Regions from separate parts of the Zea mays genome. Here region 2 is linked to region 1. The links are chromatin contacts, called in public Hi-C maps. All regions are on one chromosome and are shown on one strand. Each heading gives the region's core, a stretch centred on a gene start, on an enhancer-like site or on the middle of the called end of the contact. The rest is flanking DNA. Distances are from core to core; before and after follow the strand shown.

Region 1 (3,719 bases), core at 567-3,066:
ATCCCAGGTCAGTCGGCTGAGAATTTATAGCATTACGATCACTGCCACAATACTGCTCAGGACCTTGAGAGGCACAGTTAACATTTGAACTTTGACCACAAAGATCGTTAACGTTGGCGTTAAGGTTGATATCCACATCCAGAGAAATGCCATTGTCAGCTACCAGTCGGCTTTCACCAATCCTCAGTCCACCTCCACCACCAATGTTAAGATGCTCTGTTTTGACATTATTAGAGCTGCCATAGTTTAGTGCACTGGCACTTGAACTTGCTTCGCCTGATTCCCAGAAACCAAGAAATGTACCATCTTGCTGTGGTTCATTTCCATATGGCATGGCGGCATCACTGTGAGCCATCTGATAACCTTGAAGATTATGTGATTCTACTGATCCAAGAACATTATTCCAATATGACTGCTGATCCATCACAGGGTTGCCTGAACTCGATGCAACGTCGAATCCAAAGACATCAGCAAAATGCTCCATAGAATTCCTCTGTCCTTGCATTATGATGATCCAAAGTAGGGCAATTAGATATCAATTTGTTGGCTGCCTTGGCATCTCTGATGGTTCCTCTTTCCAGTAGTTTAAAGGACCTGTCAGTTGTAAGTAACACATCAAACATTTAGGCCCCCGAATTGTGCTCCAACTTTATTGGAACACAAGAAAACTGACTGAAATGAACGGGATACAGAAGGCTACGATTTATCTAGGCTATTCCTTCAACAGTTGCCACCAAAATATGCCAACTGTAGATACAAGAAACTGTTGTCTGCACTCCAAAATATTGTAATTCTACTCCCGGTTGTTACTCTATGGAAGTAGCTGCGCCTGTTTTGGTCTCACACATTACTGTACTAGACATCAACTAATCAGGGTATTGGCAACTAATCTGGCTGTAGCAATCTTGGCATGAGCCGCATTTGGTGTGGCGTACGCGTGCACCAAACTTGATGGTTTGGGTTGCTGTTGCGAGCAAAAAGCTGTGGTGATGCATGCATTTTAATGGGTGAAAGCAAAGCACGGTGAATGTACAATGCATGCGACCTAAACAGATGGACCGCATGCAGGATGGGGCCCATTGATTCTGTGGACGCTCGCTCAAAATATACAGCCTTTTTCTTTTGCATTTATTTTTTCCCTTCCCTATCGGTTTGCAAAAGGACGCTGTAAAAGAAACAAAAATAAAAAGGAAAAAGACGGAGGTAGCGATCCACTGTTTCAAAGAGGAGCATCGATTCCCTCTGCGATCACGAAACTGGAAAAGTCTGGAATACGGGAGCAGCTAGAGATTTTTAACTGAACCAAGAACGCCCAATACATCCATCTATCCATGTATCGCGAGCAAAGAAAAAAAGAGTTTTTTTTGTTTGAACATGGAAGTTGAGAATTTTGCTTCTGAAAAAAACAAGAATTGTTGATAGTTCAACGAGAGCCATATCCAGGCCGCTCCATGGACAACTACTGTGGATTGAAACATGAAGGAAACAGCGAGAGAAAAAAACACATATTTGCGACGGAATCATGGACTGGAACAAGAGAAAGGGATTGTTTCCCCATGCAAAATCAAGAGATAAGACGGAAAATAAAAAAAGGAGCAGTTTGATAGAGAGGTGGAACAAACCGTACCAGAAACTGGCCCAGAGTTTCTGAACAACTCGCAAGAACCGCAATCCAGGCAAAAAGAACAGGCTGGTTCCGATTTCTCTTCTTTCCTCTCTCCTCCTGTTTCTCCACGGAGAGGAAGAGAAAGAATCAACCCAGCAGACGGAAGAAACAAGAGCCGAGTGACTGATTGCGAGAGAGAGAGGCAGCAGACAGATGGAAGGGTGGGCACGACGAGAGAGAATTCAGAGAGAAAGAGGGGGATCGGTGGAGTGGGTGGAGAAGAAGAAGAGGGGAGGAAGGGAATGGGTGGAGGAAAATTTGTCAAGAGGGGGAGAGAGAGGGGGGGAGAAAGACAGGGAGGAGGAGGGTGGGGTGGCGATGAGAGGATGCAAGCGCGGTGGGAGAGAGAAGTTTGGCTGAATTCGGGTTTATTTATTTCTCCCTCCCCTCTCCCTCACTCCCCTCTGGCGTCTGGGTCTTCGCAAGGATCCCTTTTCCTCCCCCCACTAAATGCGCCCCATTGGAATTAGCAGGAGTAGCCCCCCTTAAAGAAGGGCCAAAGATTAGAGAGGAGGAGGCCTGCGTCGTGTTGTCTTTCACATGACCTCCCTGCCCCTGACCCTTTTTGTGGCGTTGCGGCAGCAACACTACGACAGCAAAGCGCCTCTCCTCTCAGTCTCTCTTTCAGTCTTTCTCTCTTTCCTTTGCATGCACAGCACAGCACAGCATCAGGATGGATGGATGGCTACGGTCATGGAGTGACGCTCTCTAGCTCATCCCTTGCACTGCATTGAATAGTATCTTTTTCTTCTTCTTCTTGCGATCCTTTTTCATTGAATATCTCTAGGTGCGATCCAAGTGTCATGAGACATGTTAGTTGGATTGTGTGTGTGCAGTTGCTGCGCATTTGTCAGCTCATGAGAAAACCATGAAAGCGAGTTAATTGTTTCAGATCAAGCTACTACCCCTACCATTTATTATTATGCATCAACTTGTGAGCTGTGTTGGAGCCTCCTCTGGTGATTCTGTTTTTCACCTGCTAAACTGCTAAAGGTCATTTCCCGGCAACTAATCAAGCTGTGCGGCCTGTGCTGCGTGGGTTTGGCGTCTCATTTGGTCCCATGGCCATGGACCAGCTAGCATGGTTGGCTGTCAGGCGCTTATTCTCATTGAATATCTCGCCTTGTTCAAGCAAAACAGGCCAAGGAAAAAAAAAGGGGGCATTGACAGCTCGTGAGAAAGAAAACAGTCCTTGATACATGCACGGAAATCATCTGGATCCACCACGTACCGTCATCTCCATCCCATCCACGCTGCGTTTCAGTTTTGTTTCGTGTTCCACCGGCGATGCGGGAGCGTCTCACACACACGCCACTGGTCCTGGCCGCATGGTTTCTGTAAAAAAAAAACTTCCGTGGAACTCGCACTGGAATCCCTCTGGCCGAAGACGTCCTAATCCGTAGGCATCTGATAATGTATTGAGAATTCGTTCGGTGTGCTGTGGTGACCAAGCAAAGCATATGCCGATGCCGCTGTTGTTTGGCGCTCATGCATGCGTCGTCAGCACACAGCGGCTTAGGCAGGCAGCCCTTGCAGTTGCAGACACAGGCACACAAGACGCGACGCGAGCACACGTCGCGCGTGGGGCATCAGCGAGATAAATGAGATAGATTAGCAGCAAGTCAAACGCCGATCCCGTCCGCGCGTGTCTTGCTTGAGCGAGCGAGGGTACGGGTGGTGGAGTGGAGTTTGCACTGCATGGCCTGTCAGTGTCACAGGCAGCCTGTGCCACCATCTCGTTTCCACCACGCCAGCCAGCAGCCATCGCCGTCCATCTCGTCCCGTACAGTACAGCCACAAGGAAACTGACGCACAGCACGGAAAGACGCTGCTGCTCGTCAGCCACCGGCCCGGTCATGAGCATTTCGTGAGAGCCTGCTGCTGTTTTCACGCAGTTTTCGGGTAAACGTCTCGAGGCTGCTGTGCTGAGGCGGCCCTCCCGTCCCCGTTGCCGTTGACGGGCCGGGCTCGTGCTCCTCCTCCTCCTCCTCCTCCGCCCCGGGGCGGGAGCGAATATACGGCCGGCCGGTGGAAGAATGCTCCGCCATGGCTT
Region 2 (4,148 bases), core at 1,323-3,822, 200 kb after region 1:
GAATAATACCATGTTCCACGCAGAACTCATCGAACACATTAGAGAAATATTCTCCACCTCGGTCGGACCTTAAACGTTTTATTTTCCTCTCAAGTTGGTTCTCAACTTCAGCTTTATAGGCCTTAAAATAATTGAACGCTTCATCTTTTGTTTTTAAGAGATACACATAACAAAATCTAGTGGAGTCATCTATAAAAGTGAGAAAGTATCTTTTACCACCTTTGGTCAAAATTCCATTCATCTCGCACAGATCAGAATGAACAAGTTCTAGAGGTGTCAAACTCCTCGCCTCAGCAGCCTTATGAGGCTTGCGGGGTTGTTTTGATTCAACACACACATGGCACTTAGACTTTTTGACCAAGTTAAATTTAGGAATTAAATTTATATTTGCTAACCGCATAAGACAGCCAAAGCTTGCATGACAAAAACGTGAATGCCATAAATCTGACTCATCAGAAAAATGAACAGAATTCACCAGTTTATTACACACATCATGCAGAGATAAGCGGAACAAGCCTCCACAGTCATATCCTTTACCAACAAAAGTACCATGTTTTGACACAACACATTTATTAGACTCAAGAACAACTTTGTATCCATCTCGACATAGCATAGAAGCGCTAACGAGATTCTTCTTGATAGAGGGCACATGCTGCACGCTCTTCAATGGCATCGTCTTTCCCGAAGTAAACTTCAGAATGACCGTACCAACACCAAGAACATGAGCACGCGACCCATTTCCCATCAACAAGGCGCTAGACCTCCCGACCTGATAGGAAGTGAACATAGAGGCATCAGCACACACATGAATGTTTGCACCACTGTCCATCCACCACTCAGGTGAATTACAGACTGAGAGAACAAATGGTAAAGAATTACCATACCCAGATGTTCCTTCTTCAGTTTCAGTGGTTACAACATTAGCTGATTTCTTGTCTTGAGTGAACTTGCGATCAGGGCACTCTCTTGCCCAATGTTGAACACTGCCACAGACAAAGCATCCTCCCTTTCCCTTGTTATTGTTGTTCTTCTTTTTAAACTGTGCTGGTTGAACAGGTTTATTCGGCGTTCTCTGGTTTGTTCTGGTTTTTCTTCTTGTTAAACTTGTGGAAGTTTCTCTTCTGCACCATATTAGCATTAGAGGTCTCCACACCTTTTCCATTGTCTTTTGTTCTAGCTCTTTCCTCAACATCAAGAGTACCAATGAGCTCTTCCACATTGAACTCTTGTCTCTTATGTTTGAGAGAGGTAGCAAAGTCCTTCCAAGAAGGTGGCAACTTGGCGATTATACCGCCAGCCACAAACTTATCAGGCAAAGGACAAGGAAAAAGTTCGAGTTCCTTAGCTAATGCCTGAAACTCATGAGCCTGTTCCACTACAGATCGGTTCTCAACCATCTTGTAGTCATACAGCTGCTCCATGAGATACAGCTCGCTACCAGCGTCAGTAACTCCAAACTTTCCAACAAGAGCATCCCACAGCTCTTTCTCCGTGGGAAGGATGATATAGCTTTTCTGGAATTTTGTGTCAAGTGCGCTAATCACTGCACCTCGAAAGAGGTTGTCTTCAGCCTTAAACTTAGCCTCATCTTCAGGAGGTAAGTTGGCAGGCTTGCCCTCAGCGGCATGAAAACAAGACATTGCAGTTAGCCACAATTCCATCTTAGCCTTCCATATCAAGAAGTTTTTACCATCGAAAGGATCAGGCTTTAGCACAGCAGCAAAACCTCTGATAGGAAAATGCCTAACATTAGGTTTTTGGAGAGCGTCTACGCGACTGCCCAAAACATCTCCAACATGACAAAAGAAGCTGGCCAAGGATCTGGATCATCAGAGCGCATCAGAGGGTATGATCGTTTTATTTACTTACTGATTTGTGTTCTGGATATTTTATATGTTTCATATATTCATCTATGTTGTTTCATATTTAGGAATGATTTTATCTTATCTGTTCTGTCTTATTGTAATATGATAGATCTGTCTGTTTTAATTTTACAGTCATTCTGTTTGTGTTTCTATCTGTTTATTTTCAATCGTCCAGTCAGTTTACATGTTTATCGTATTTATATGATTTATATAATTCATATGCTTTATGTTCTCATGATCCATATTGTTATGGATATATTTGATGTCATGATTAATTATCTTTTATATGTCATCATCATAATATTAATTTATGGAATTAAAATGATACGGAAAATGCCTATAATTCTAACACGGGAGACTCTACCCTCACTCACGACAACATAGATCCGTTTGGGTACATGTCCTTGTATATCCATGACAACACATAAACACAACTTGTTTATCAATGACATGTTTGGATCTTAGAAGCTAAAGTAAAAGTGACTAAAACTTAGTCACCTAGAAGCCAATGATACAAACAATAAGAGCTAAACCTGACTGAATTGATAATTTTTTTACTATTTTAGTCACTTTTAGTTCTTTCTGTTTAGACCTTTACTCCTAACTGATTAAACTTTAATTATTTTTGGAATAGCTCATGGATCTAAATAGGCAAAAAAAAAAAGCAATTCGAGCCTAAAAGAAGGGAAAGGGCCCAAAAGCCCAGCGAACCCAGCCATCATGTTCGTCCTGCGAATCCAGTCCGTCGACTTCCCCGACGCCGCCGTGGCAGCAGTCGCCGCCGACGAAGTCGGCACCAGCAGCGGCGGCGTTACCACCTCTCGTCCGCTCTCCAGCCACCCTCCCCCCTCTACCACCACATCGTCCATACTTACTCTCGAGCTCCCCGGCGCAAACCCCGTCGCGCCCAGCCGAAGCCCTAGGATCCTCCACACCCGCGGCGTCATCCACCTCTACCACTCGTCGTCCTCCACTTCCACCTCCTCCTCCTACGCCTCGGCGGTCGCAGCCACCTCTTCCTCCTCATCCGGGCCGGCCACCCCGCAGCCCGCCTCCGACTCGCACCTGCCCGTAATTACTCTTCCTCGGGTTCTCTCTTATTGCCTTCCGCGCGCTTACGCCATTTGCTTTCTGTCTCCGTCTCGCAGCTATGTCGCGGCACGCGCCTCCTGGTGCTCGCCGTTCCGACGCGCGTTTCGCCGGAGGACTTTGTTCGCTTCTGCGGCCCCCACCTCGAGTGTGCAGCCGACATTCGTTTCATCAGGTTAGTTACCGCCTCATAAACAAGTGACTCCATGCCCAGCTTGCTGTGCAATTTAGTTACACATGCTGTTCGAACGGTAGGGATGATGGAGTGGAGGACCGGTACAGCGTTCTAGTGGAGTTTGAGGACCAGAGTAGCGCTGAATGGTTCTACGCCGATCTCAATGGCTGGAGGTTCTCAACCTCTGAGGTGTCTTATCTTCTTAATTGAATTCTAGTTTATTCGCTGATCATATTTGAGATCGTTGCTAAATTGGCGATTAACTCTCGTTTCCATGGTGTAGAGTGAGGTGTGCCATGTTCTGTTTATAGCTGCTGTGCAGTATACACCTTCCTCAGAGGTTGCCACAACTCCACCGGCTGGATCCACTGAACTTCCAATGTGTCCTGTTTGCATTGGTGAACTTACTGTTTTGTATTTTTTTTTGTATTTTGGGGCCTCTGCAATACAATTTATAGTCATATGTACGTGTCACCATGGTGTCACATTTGAATTCAATTTGTGATCTCCGTTGAAGAGATTTAGGCACCTCTGTTCTATCCTGGCCATAGTTTTAACTTTAAATACCATTCTGTTTGATGCAACAGCAACCCTTCATCTATTATTTTCACTTTTCATATTTTGTTGGTTGTTTAAGTTGTCTGCCTTGTTTCTGGTACACCTAACTATTTTCTGCCATCTTAATATGTTAATTTGTCAGAAAGATTGGATCAGGACATCAGTGGGATTTTGGCAACTACTTGTGATCACTCTTTCCGTTGCTCATGTGTTTCAGTGTGGACCAATTCATCCTGTCCGGTAATGAATGGTTGCTTTGCTCTTTCATCATTTACCCTAGGGCAGTAAACAATCAGAACATGGACTCATTTTGGCGTTTATTATTTTCTTAGTATGATATGTACATTGCATTGAATTTGCAATAACAAGTACTTCACTTAAATTTATAGCTGTGTTATTTGCATAATCTTCTTGGTGACTAGTGAATTTCTGGTGTGCTTGCTATTCTTTATAACACTTGG

Evidence for each region. Hi-C and Micro-C count contacts between places; a contact is called where the count stands out from the background.
Region 2: a contact with region 1 is called in a Hi-C map of leaf, with 4 times the contacts expected there. The contact joins the promoter of LOC100191553 here to the promoter of LOC100383211 in region 1. A contact is called at or near these places in 5 of 25 Hi-C or Micro-C datasets (bundle sheath, ear, leaf and 1 more).

What each region holds. Positions count from the first base shown.
Region 1 is chr2:5,775,469-5,779,187 of Zm-B73-REFERENCE-NAM-5.0, forward strand. It overlaps LOC100383211 (putative RING zinc finger domain superfamily protein), which reads right to left and starts at 1,817. Exons shown (of 7, transcript NM_001175873.1): 1 at 1,628-1,817; 2 at 1-594. The coding sequence starts at 505.
Region 2 is chr2:5,971,357-5,975,504 of Zm-B73-REFERENCE-NAM-5.0, forward strand. LOC100191553 (zinc finger (ubiquitin-hydrolase) domain-containing protein) reads left to right here and starts at 2,573. Exons shown (of 12, transcript NM_001365500.1): 1 at 2,573-2,936; 2 at 3,014-3,129; 3 at 3,210-3,318; 4 at 3,413-3,527; 5 at 3,830-3,927. The coding sequence starts at 2,586.